Regions from separate parts of the Mus musculus genome. Here region 2 is linked to region 1. The links are chromatin contacts, called in public HiChIP or PLAC-seq maps. All regions are on one chromosome and are shown on one strand. The core of a region is the stretch at or near the end of the contact, and the rest is flanking DNA. Distances in the headings are between cores, read along the strand shown.

Region 1 (4,111 bases), core at 961-3,460:
TGCAAAATCCAGTGTCACTTAGGGAACACTCTAGTCCCTCCCATTCTGTCCTCTGACCCTTGACCTCATTTGACCTCACTCCACATCTGACCACTCCCTTCTTCCCGGCCCAGGCCATCTTTAGATACTGTTCTTTTCTACTTCCAGACTAGATGTACTGGGGACCAAACCCAGGCCCTTGGGCTGAGCTATGTCTCCAGCCCTTAGTAATTTTATTATTGTTTTGCAATGCTGAGATTCACACCCAAACCCCAGGGCCCAACTGCTAAACTTGAACTTAAACCTCCCGTACTCTTTTCCTTTCTCTCCAGTAGCCCCTTTGGAATCAACTCCATTACCTCTGCAGGCCACAGATCCCTTCCAATTGTGTTATAGTTGTGGGTGTAGAAAATGTCATAAAATATAGACCCTAGGCTTCACTACGCTGAGAGCTACAGGCCCGTTACTAGGTCCCCCTTGTTGGGCTTGTTTTTGTTTCAAACACAGTTTCATGTAACTTGAGCTGATTTTCAGCCTTCCAGGCTGGCCTTGAATTGCTAATCCTCTTGCCCTTGTCTCCCAAGGTCTAGGGTTACAGGTGAGTTTACTAATTCTGCATCTGACACTGATGAGAGGGATTAAAGGTGTGTGTTCCTATGCCTAGTGTCTTTGTAATCCCATGTGTTTTGTAATTTTGAGAGGTGGTCCTAGCAGGCTCAGCCTTGGGGGTGCTGGGAAGAGCTACAGTCCGGCAATGGTGGAAAATGTATAATTACTTACTGCAGCGTGACGTTAAAATATTCTTCAGGTGTCACTACTTTAGGTCCACCAAAGTAGTCCAAGACCCAGATACGGCTTATTTTTAATTTAGCAAAGAACCAGTTATGGCTGGAAGGCCAGTGCTTCATCTCAGGGTGTCGAACAAACAGCGAATCCCTTGCATAGTCCTCTTCTGTCTTGTTCACCTGAAGGACAAACAGGAGATAAACAGGCCGTTCTAAGGACACTTTTATCTTACTAAGAAGGGGTGGTTCTCACACCACAAACTGCCTGGCACCTCGTTCCGTTGCAAATTCTGATCTTAAGAGTCAAGAGCGTACAGGAAGCCTAAAGAAAACAGAGAAACGTGCCCTTTCAAACTTGTAATGACACACACAAATAAAGCAGGAACCATGATGGGGGTGGAGCTTGGCTGTTCAACAGTCATTCCAAGCTAGCACTGTCCATGGCCCAGAAGCACTGGCTGTCACCCAGGCCTGAAAGTGCCCTCACACCTACTCTATTCAATGCATGTGCAAGAAGGGCAAAAGTGCTTAGAAGTAGCACTTGGGAGGCAGAGGCACGAGGACAAGGAGCCCCCTGAAACTAGAGAGCAATGGTTCGGAATGAGCAGCTGTTTTTAGCCAGAGTGTTTTATAAGGAGCCTTCCAGATGTTACATCTATTTGGCTCCAGGACAAGGGTCCTTTGCCCCATAAGTACCCTACTGGACACACCTATATGACAGACCCTGGTCAGGGCCTTTAGTTGTTGAAATCTGTGTTAGGACATATTCTTACCATCTGCCCACTCACAAATCAATTGCGTTTTATTCTCCAAAGACCCCTCCCTTGGTTTTTAATGCCACCACATTCTTTTAAGCCCATCTCTCTTCGTGGAACTTACCTTGGTCACAGTTCCCGACATCATTATATGAACACACAGGGGACTCTGGGGATCAAATCCATGATTCCTACAGTAGACAGTCTGTGCTAAAGACATAGTCAGCGTAGCCTCTGGATTTTCCTGAAGAGAGAAAAATAAAAATCCTTCATTGTAAAATACAGTTTCTGGAGAGGTACACACTTTACAGCCCGCAGTCAAACTATCCCCTGGAACTGACTGCAGCTCACTTCCATGAAACAGTGAACTGTAACCCACTGGGGTGGGGGTGGGGTGACCCATGGGTAAAAACCTGTCCCATCCCCACAAAGTGTGTGTGGAGAGGTGTCATGTTTTAAATTAACAAACTGTAGAGGATGTTTTAGCATAGCTAGTCCTATCAGTTCCATACTTATCAGAATTATAAATAAAGTACCCCCTAAACTAGGGCTGGAATATCTACAAGATTAAGCTCTAATTAAAAGAAAAAAGAAAAAAGAAAAACTGCATAAAATGACCACAGGTGCTCGCACGGCCTAATTGCACAATTTAAACAAGAAAGTAGCTGAATCATGCTGAGTGGCTATCACTTGGCTGCAGAAATTGTCACGTGGTCTCAAGTTGCTTACTCTTTCTGTCACATGAAAATTTTTACCTCAGATTCCAAACCCAAGGCAAAAAGATTCCTGGTTGGTTTCTCTCCAGCACCCACCATTGTTCCAGACTACTGCACACTCACAACTGCATGCGCCCATCTCACAATGGCCCATCAAACCCACTGAGTCTCAGAGCTGCTCAGGGAAGCGGGGAGGGGAGGGGCTCAGCAGGGAGGAGTGTGACTGCTCTTCCAAAGGCCCACGCTCCCCTTCCAGAACCCACGCCCAGTGGCTCACGGTCACTTTTAAGTAAGTTCAGCTCCAAAGGATCCAATATCTGGCCTTTGAGGGCCCCCACACACTCACATCAATACATACACAGAGATAGCCACACACACACACATAATCAAAAATAAAGACGATCTTGCTGGGCATGCTGCTAGGTAAGAAGTACACACCTTCACTCCAGCTAAGGAATTTGCTGTCTGCAAGCTGTTAGGTAAGAAGAGGAACCCTCCCGCCTCAACCTCCCCAAGGAGGAAAACAAGAGGGAGCCTTGGGTGAGGTTTCCCTACTGTGAACTCTGCAGGCAATACCCAAGCAGTGCTTTCTAGAATCCCATACCGAGTCTGTTAAAATGCTGAGTCCCCGCACCAATCTGTACCCAAGGTTTTACTTATTTTACTACTTGTGCACCTGTGTGTGTGAGTGTGAGTGTGTGTGTGTGTGTGTGTGTGTGTGTGTGTGTGTGTGTTTGTGTGTGTGTTCCCATGTATGTGGGCAGATACACAAGTGTGGATGAACCAGGAACTCCTTAACTTGCCCCAGGGGATTCCATTTGCCAAGCAGTGGGAGTACAGGAAGTTCAGCTGATTTTCTACGTGGGTGCTAGGGATCAAAACCCTTGATACTTGCATGGCAAGCTCTTTTCCTGATGACCCATCTCCTCAGACCTGACACCAGGGTTTGAAGCTCGGCAGAAGCAGGAGCAGGAGCAAGAGGAGGAGCAGGAGCAGGAGGAGCAGGAGCAGGAGGAAGAGCAGGAGCAGGAGGAGGAGCAGGAGCAGGAGGAGCAGGAGCAGGAGCAGGAGGAAGAGCAGGAGCAGGAGCAGGAGCAGGAGGAGGAGCAGGAGCAGGAGGAGCAGGAGCAGGAGCAGGAGGAAGAGCAGGAGCAGGAGCAGGAGGAGGAGCAGGAGCAGGAGGAGCAGGAGGAGCAGGAGGAAGAGCAGGAGCAGGAGGAAGAGCAGGAGCAGGAGGAGCAGGAGCAGGAGCAGGAGGAGGAGCAGGAGCAGGAGGAAGAGCAGGAGCAGGAGGAGCAGGAGCAGGAGGAGGAGCAGGAGCAGGAGCAGGAGGAAGAGCAGGAGGAGCAGGAGCAGGAGGAGGAGCAGGAGCAGGAGGAAGAGCAGGAGCAGGAGCAGGAGGAGGAGGAGCAGGAGCAGGAGCAGGAGGAGCAGGAGCAGGAGGAGGAGGAGGAGCAGGAGGAGCAGGAGGAGGAAGAGGAGCAGGAGGAGGAGGAGGAGGAGGAGGAGCAGGAGGAGCAGGAGGAGGAGCAGGAGGAAGAGCAGGAGCAGGAGCAGGAAGAGAAGCAGGAGCAGGAGCTGGAGCAGGAGTAGGAGTAGGAGGAGAAGCAGGAGCAGGAGGAGGAGCAGGAGCTGGAGCAGGAGGAGGAGCAGGAACAAGAGGAAGAGCAGGAGCTGGAGCAGGAGGAAGAGCAGGAGCTGGAGCAGGAGCAGGAGGAGGAGCAGGAGCAGGAGGAGGAGGAGAAGCAGGAGCAGGAGGAGAAGCAGGAGCAGGAGGAAAAGCAGGAGCAGGAGGAGAAGCAGGAGCAGGAGGAAGAGCAGGAGCTGGAGCAGGAGCAGGAGGAGGAGCAGGAGGAGGAGGAGAAGCAGGAGCAGG
Region 2 (4,111 bases), core at 462-2,961, 1.6 Mb before region 1:
AAAAAAAAAACTAACATCATACCTATGGGAAAACCTGGAATTTATTCTAACAAACCCAATGTCCTTGGGTTCCTGGGGTACAGGATTGCCATCTCTTCCCAAACAAGACTCTATGTCCTCCAAGCATGTATGTCTGGGGTCTTGCCGTACAGAAGCCAGACTCTGAAGAGTAAAAGTAATTTCTGCCTTGGCCTTAACTGGCACAACAGTGCCAGCTTGTCCCACAGCACCAAGAGCCATTCATCTGTCGTCCAGCTTCCCTGGTCCTTCCCTCCCCAGCCTCCCACCAGCCCAGTAACATATTTAGCAATTGTTTTCAGTAGGGACAATTCACCACAGTGTTGGAATTCAAACTCCATCTGAAGCTTGAATGTGGCTGGGCTGCGCCTGCTTAGCTGTAGAGCTGAATGTGTTTGGGTGAAAGGGGAGAGCTTTCCATCTTCCCAACGTGACTCATTCCCAGACCTGCTGCTGGTGCATGGACGAGGCTGAAGACTGAGGTCCTAAGAAGGACCCACTACGTCCTGCTGCCAAGATAGCAGTCCATACATCAATCCGGCTCCTTTTGTGTAGCCAGCTACCTGGTTGTAACCCTTGGAGAAATAGCTACTGAACCTGCATCACCAGTGGGTTACGTAGGCTCTTATCCCTTTTCTTAAGTGCCTTTAAGTTAGTGGTGACTGGCTATGGTACCCTACGCCCCTAGACATAGCAGGCAGGAGGCAGAGGCAGGAGGATTTGAGCAATGGCTTATTTGAAGGTTTGACAAACAAGCGTTGATGTGTTTGTTGTGGAAGAGAACTAGAGCTGCCATTATGGAATGGTGGGATGAGCACAGAGAAATGGTGTGACTCTTGAAGACTCTTCATCCTGGAGATAGAATTACATCCATATTGCTTCCCCTAACTTCCTACTCTTCCCCCACCAAGCCTCTCCTGGGCTAGACGTGCTTTCCTCTAGGAATTCTGCTGGCAGATCTTCCTGGGAATATCACTATTCTGGCACTCGAGTTTCCATCAGCCCTGTCCCTGATTTCCTTCCATGACCTCCAGCCTTACCTCACTGGGGCAAAATCCCATCAGGAATCCCTGAAAGGCCCATTCCTTTGTGGAAACATCCAAAGGCTGATTCAAAGCTGGAGAGCTGTTAGTGGAAGCTGTAAGTGAGTAAACCAAGCCTCCAGCCCCACCCGAGTTTGCTAAGCCATCTTGTATGTGGGACTTTAAGAGGCATCCATTCTATCTGACCAAGCCAACCCTTTAAATGACCATCCCTGTGTCACCATCATTAAATCGTTGGGGTTGGACTGATAGCACAGCCAACCAAGTAAGGGTTGCTATGAGATTTTGGGGGAATGGTGGCTTTGCTGGGCTAAGGATACTTAGTCATGGTCACCTTCCTGTTTGTATTAACATAAAACACCAGCTAAAAATTTGCAGAAGAGCAACATCACAAACTGAAGTAGAAGTTGCTTTTTGTCCAACCTGAGGTTTTGTTTACTTAAAGTCAAAGAGAAATCTGTCATTTAGGAAACCCTAAGGTTTTGTGTAACTTGGTGACTCAGGAGTGATAAATTCTTTGGGATGGTGCCCACATCCATAACTCCTGCCTTTTGCTTTACTTATGCAATGCTGATTGTGCCCTGGGGCATTTCACTAGGCAGCCAAGAGGACTTGGGTACACAGTGAAAGAGTAGGCTTGCCCAGAACCCTTCCCTGTAACTGAAAGAACTATGCCCCAGTGAGATAGGCCAGCAGTGGCGGAAGCAGGAAACAGACAGGGTCGATCCAAACTGGAGTACTAGAATAGTGATCTTCCCAGGAGAAGCTGTCAGCAGAATTCCTAAAAGGAGAGCACCTGAGCCAAAGAGCCTAAGAGCCCCATGCTGCTGCCTCATACCCTGGAACAGAGTGAATCCTGGAGGCAAAACCAACACCACCACATTTTAAGCCTAGATTTAAGGTTCTTAGCCTGAGGGTATGGATGATGTCTGTGACAGATCTATAGCCTGCTGGTGTCTGCTTAACTTACTATACTGTATAGCCATTGTTAACATTCTGTCTAACATTCGGCCCCACAGTTACCTGGCAACAGCCAGGTATGCCTGGCTTGCTGTAAAAGGGGCTGCTTGCCTCCTCCTCACTCTCTTGCTCTCTCTTGCTCTTGCTTTCCCTTCCTCCCTCTCTCCCCCTTCCCCCCCCCTTCTCTCCATGTGCTCATGACCAGCCTCTCCTCCTCCTCTCTCTCTCTCTTTCTCTCTTTCTCCCTCTCTCTCTCTCCCTGCCCCCCCCCCCGCCTTTCTCTGTCTCTACTGCCCTCTTTAACTCCCCTCCCCATGCCCTGAATAAACTCTATTCTCTACTATACCGTGGTATGGCTGGTCCCTCAGAGGGAAGGGATGTCTCAACATGGGCCTGCTGAGGCACTCCCTCCCCCACACCTGACTACACCTCCATAGAACATATCCCCCTTCTCTTTATCTTGTTATAAACCCATTATATGATGCCTGTCCTACCCCCATCCCTATAGATCACAAGGGCTGGTTACTAGAGTACCCTCATTTGCCCAGAAACCCACCATGGCCTGGGGCTTATTTTTGAGGAGGGGACTACAAGATACTTTATTGAAGTTTAAAAACTATCTATCTATATACATACATACATACATACATACATACATACATACATAGTTGCTATGGTTTGAACATATCAAAATAATTAGATTTCTAATATAGCTGCAACAGAGGTATCTATAAAACTTCCTATAGTATCATATGTAATGGTGAAGAACTGAATGCTTCAGCCATACATGAAGAACAAGACAAGCATGTCCACTTTTGCCTATTCTCTTCAACATTGTATTGGTTTTAGCTAGGAACATTCACCAAGAAGAAAATAACAGCAATGATTAAAAAAAAAAAAAGCCATCCCTATTGGTAAGGAAGCAATAACCAAGCCGATCCTGGATGCAAAATATTCTAAAGACCCAGGAGGCTGGTATTTTGTATATGCTCAGCTCCAAACATGTGTAGGGTTGGATCTCAGCGCCATGAAAATGTAAGGTGGAACCAAAGAGCTTCTGTCTAGCTGCAGCCTCTCTTGGGCTGCTATCTTTTCCCTTTGCTCCTAAGACAGAAGCAGGGTGCGGCAGTACTGCTCAGGACATAAGCTCTGCTAAGGATTATTCCTTATTGCTGCTTCTAACTTCCAAGGCACAAGCTCTGCAGGGTGATTTTGTAGCAAGTGGTTAAGACACTGGTCAGCCTGTCTGCACTCTGACCCCAGACCTGCATTCACCAGTGATGGAGGCTTAGGCAAATTACCCAATCCCTCTTTGCCTTATTTCCCTCCCGGGTAATGTGAGAACAGCAGTAATAGCAACTGTGGCATAGGATTATCATGGGGAGAAAGCTTACATAAAGTCTCTGCCTGGTGTGCACGCGGCCCCGTAGTTAGATTTTCAACATGTATTGGTGAGATGATTTCCCATTTTGCTGTTCCTGCCAGAAAGAATGAAGAACTCCATAAAAAAAATTATTATAGATCCTACTAAGTCCTTAAATATGTCTTTCACAGAGCGCATACTCATTTAGAATTTGAGGTATAGTAATTCATAGTAGAAGAAGTAACCGTCCCCTGAAGGTCTTCTTTTGCACAGTGACCATCACTCTTGCAGTGTATTAAGCCTTAAACTCCAACTCCTTTGACTGGTTAAAAAAAAAAAAAAGTCAGATCTGGTGATTGTGGCTATAAATAGAACCAGGAAGGCAGAGGCTGTCAAGTCACTGGATAAAGTTTCAGAGGGGGGGTCCACCCTCTTGCCCACTTGTTTAGTTCATGATGAGCCAAATATTACACCTGAAAAGATGGAATTGGTCTTATGGTGCATGCAAGCTCTGGTGTAACTGTGCAAGGTCTAGCCTTAGCTCAGCCTGCAGCCATCATCATGTTCTCGAGATGCCATGGGCAGTGGAGGTGGAGGGTTCCAGGACCATCCAATAGAAAGTGTTGTCTAGATCATGGAGACAGAGGTGTGCTTCTCAGCGTGGCTCAGATACAGTCATCACCACCACCTACAAATTTCCTTTTTTCCCTAAATCAAGTGTTTCAAT

The links. HiChIP or PLAC-seq counts read pairs in DNA pulled down with a chosen protein or histone mark.
Region 2: a contact with region 1 is called in an HNF4G HiChIP or PLAC-seq map of pancreatic cancer cells. The contact joins two enhancer-like sites. A contact is called at or near these places in 1 of 39 promoter capture datasets (liver) and 1 of 115 datasets of contacts at active chromatin or transcription factors (pancreatic cancer cells).

The regions. Positions count from the first base shown.
Region 1 is chr1:165,767,465-165,771,575 of GRCm38.p6, reverse strand. It overlaps Creg1 (cellular repressor of E1A-stimulated genes 1), which reads right to left. Exons shown (of 4, transcript NM_011804.3): 2 at 1,644-1,763; 3 at 760-944. Among named protein-coding and RNA genes, the nearest start is that of Creg1, 5.8 kb to the right of the region's middle. Within about 2 kb of position 2,210, at least 50 of the 459 cell types and tissues checked have an H3K27ac peak or open chromatin away from gene starts, as enhancers often do. A contact at or near this core is called in pancreatic cancer cells, where this site is marked.
Region 2 is chr1:167,385,036-167,389,146 of GRCm38.p6, reverse strand. All of the region lies in intron 1 of Mgst3 (microsomal glutathione S-transferase 3), which reads left to right. Among named protein-coding and RNA genes, the nearest start is that of Mgst3, 6.8 kb to the left of the region's middle. Within about 2 kb of position 1,711, at least 87 of the 459 cell types and tissues checked have an H3K27ac peak or open chromatin away from gene starts, as enhancers often do. A contact at or near this core is called in pancreatic cancer cells, where this site is marked.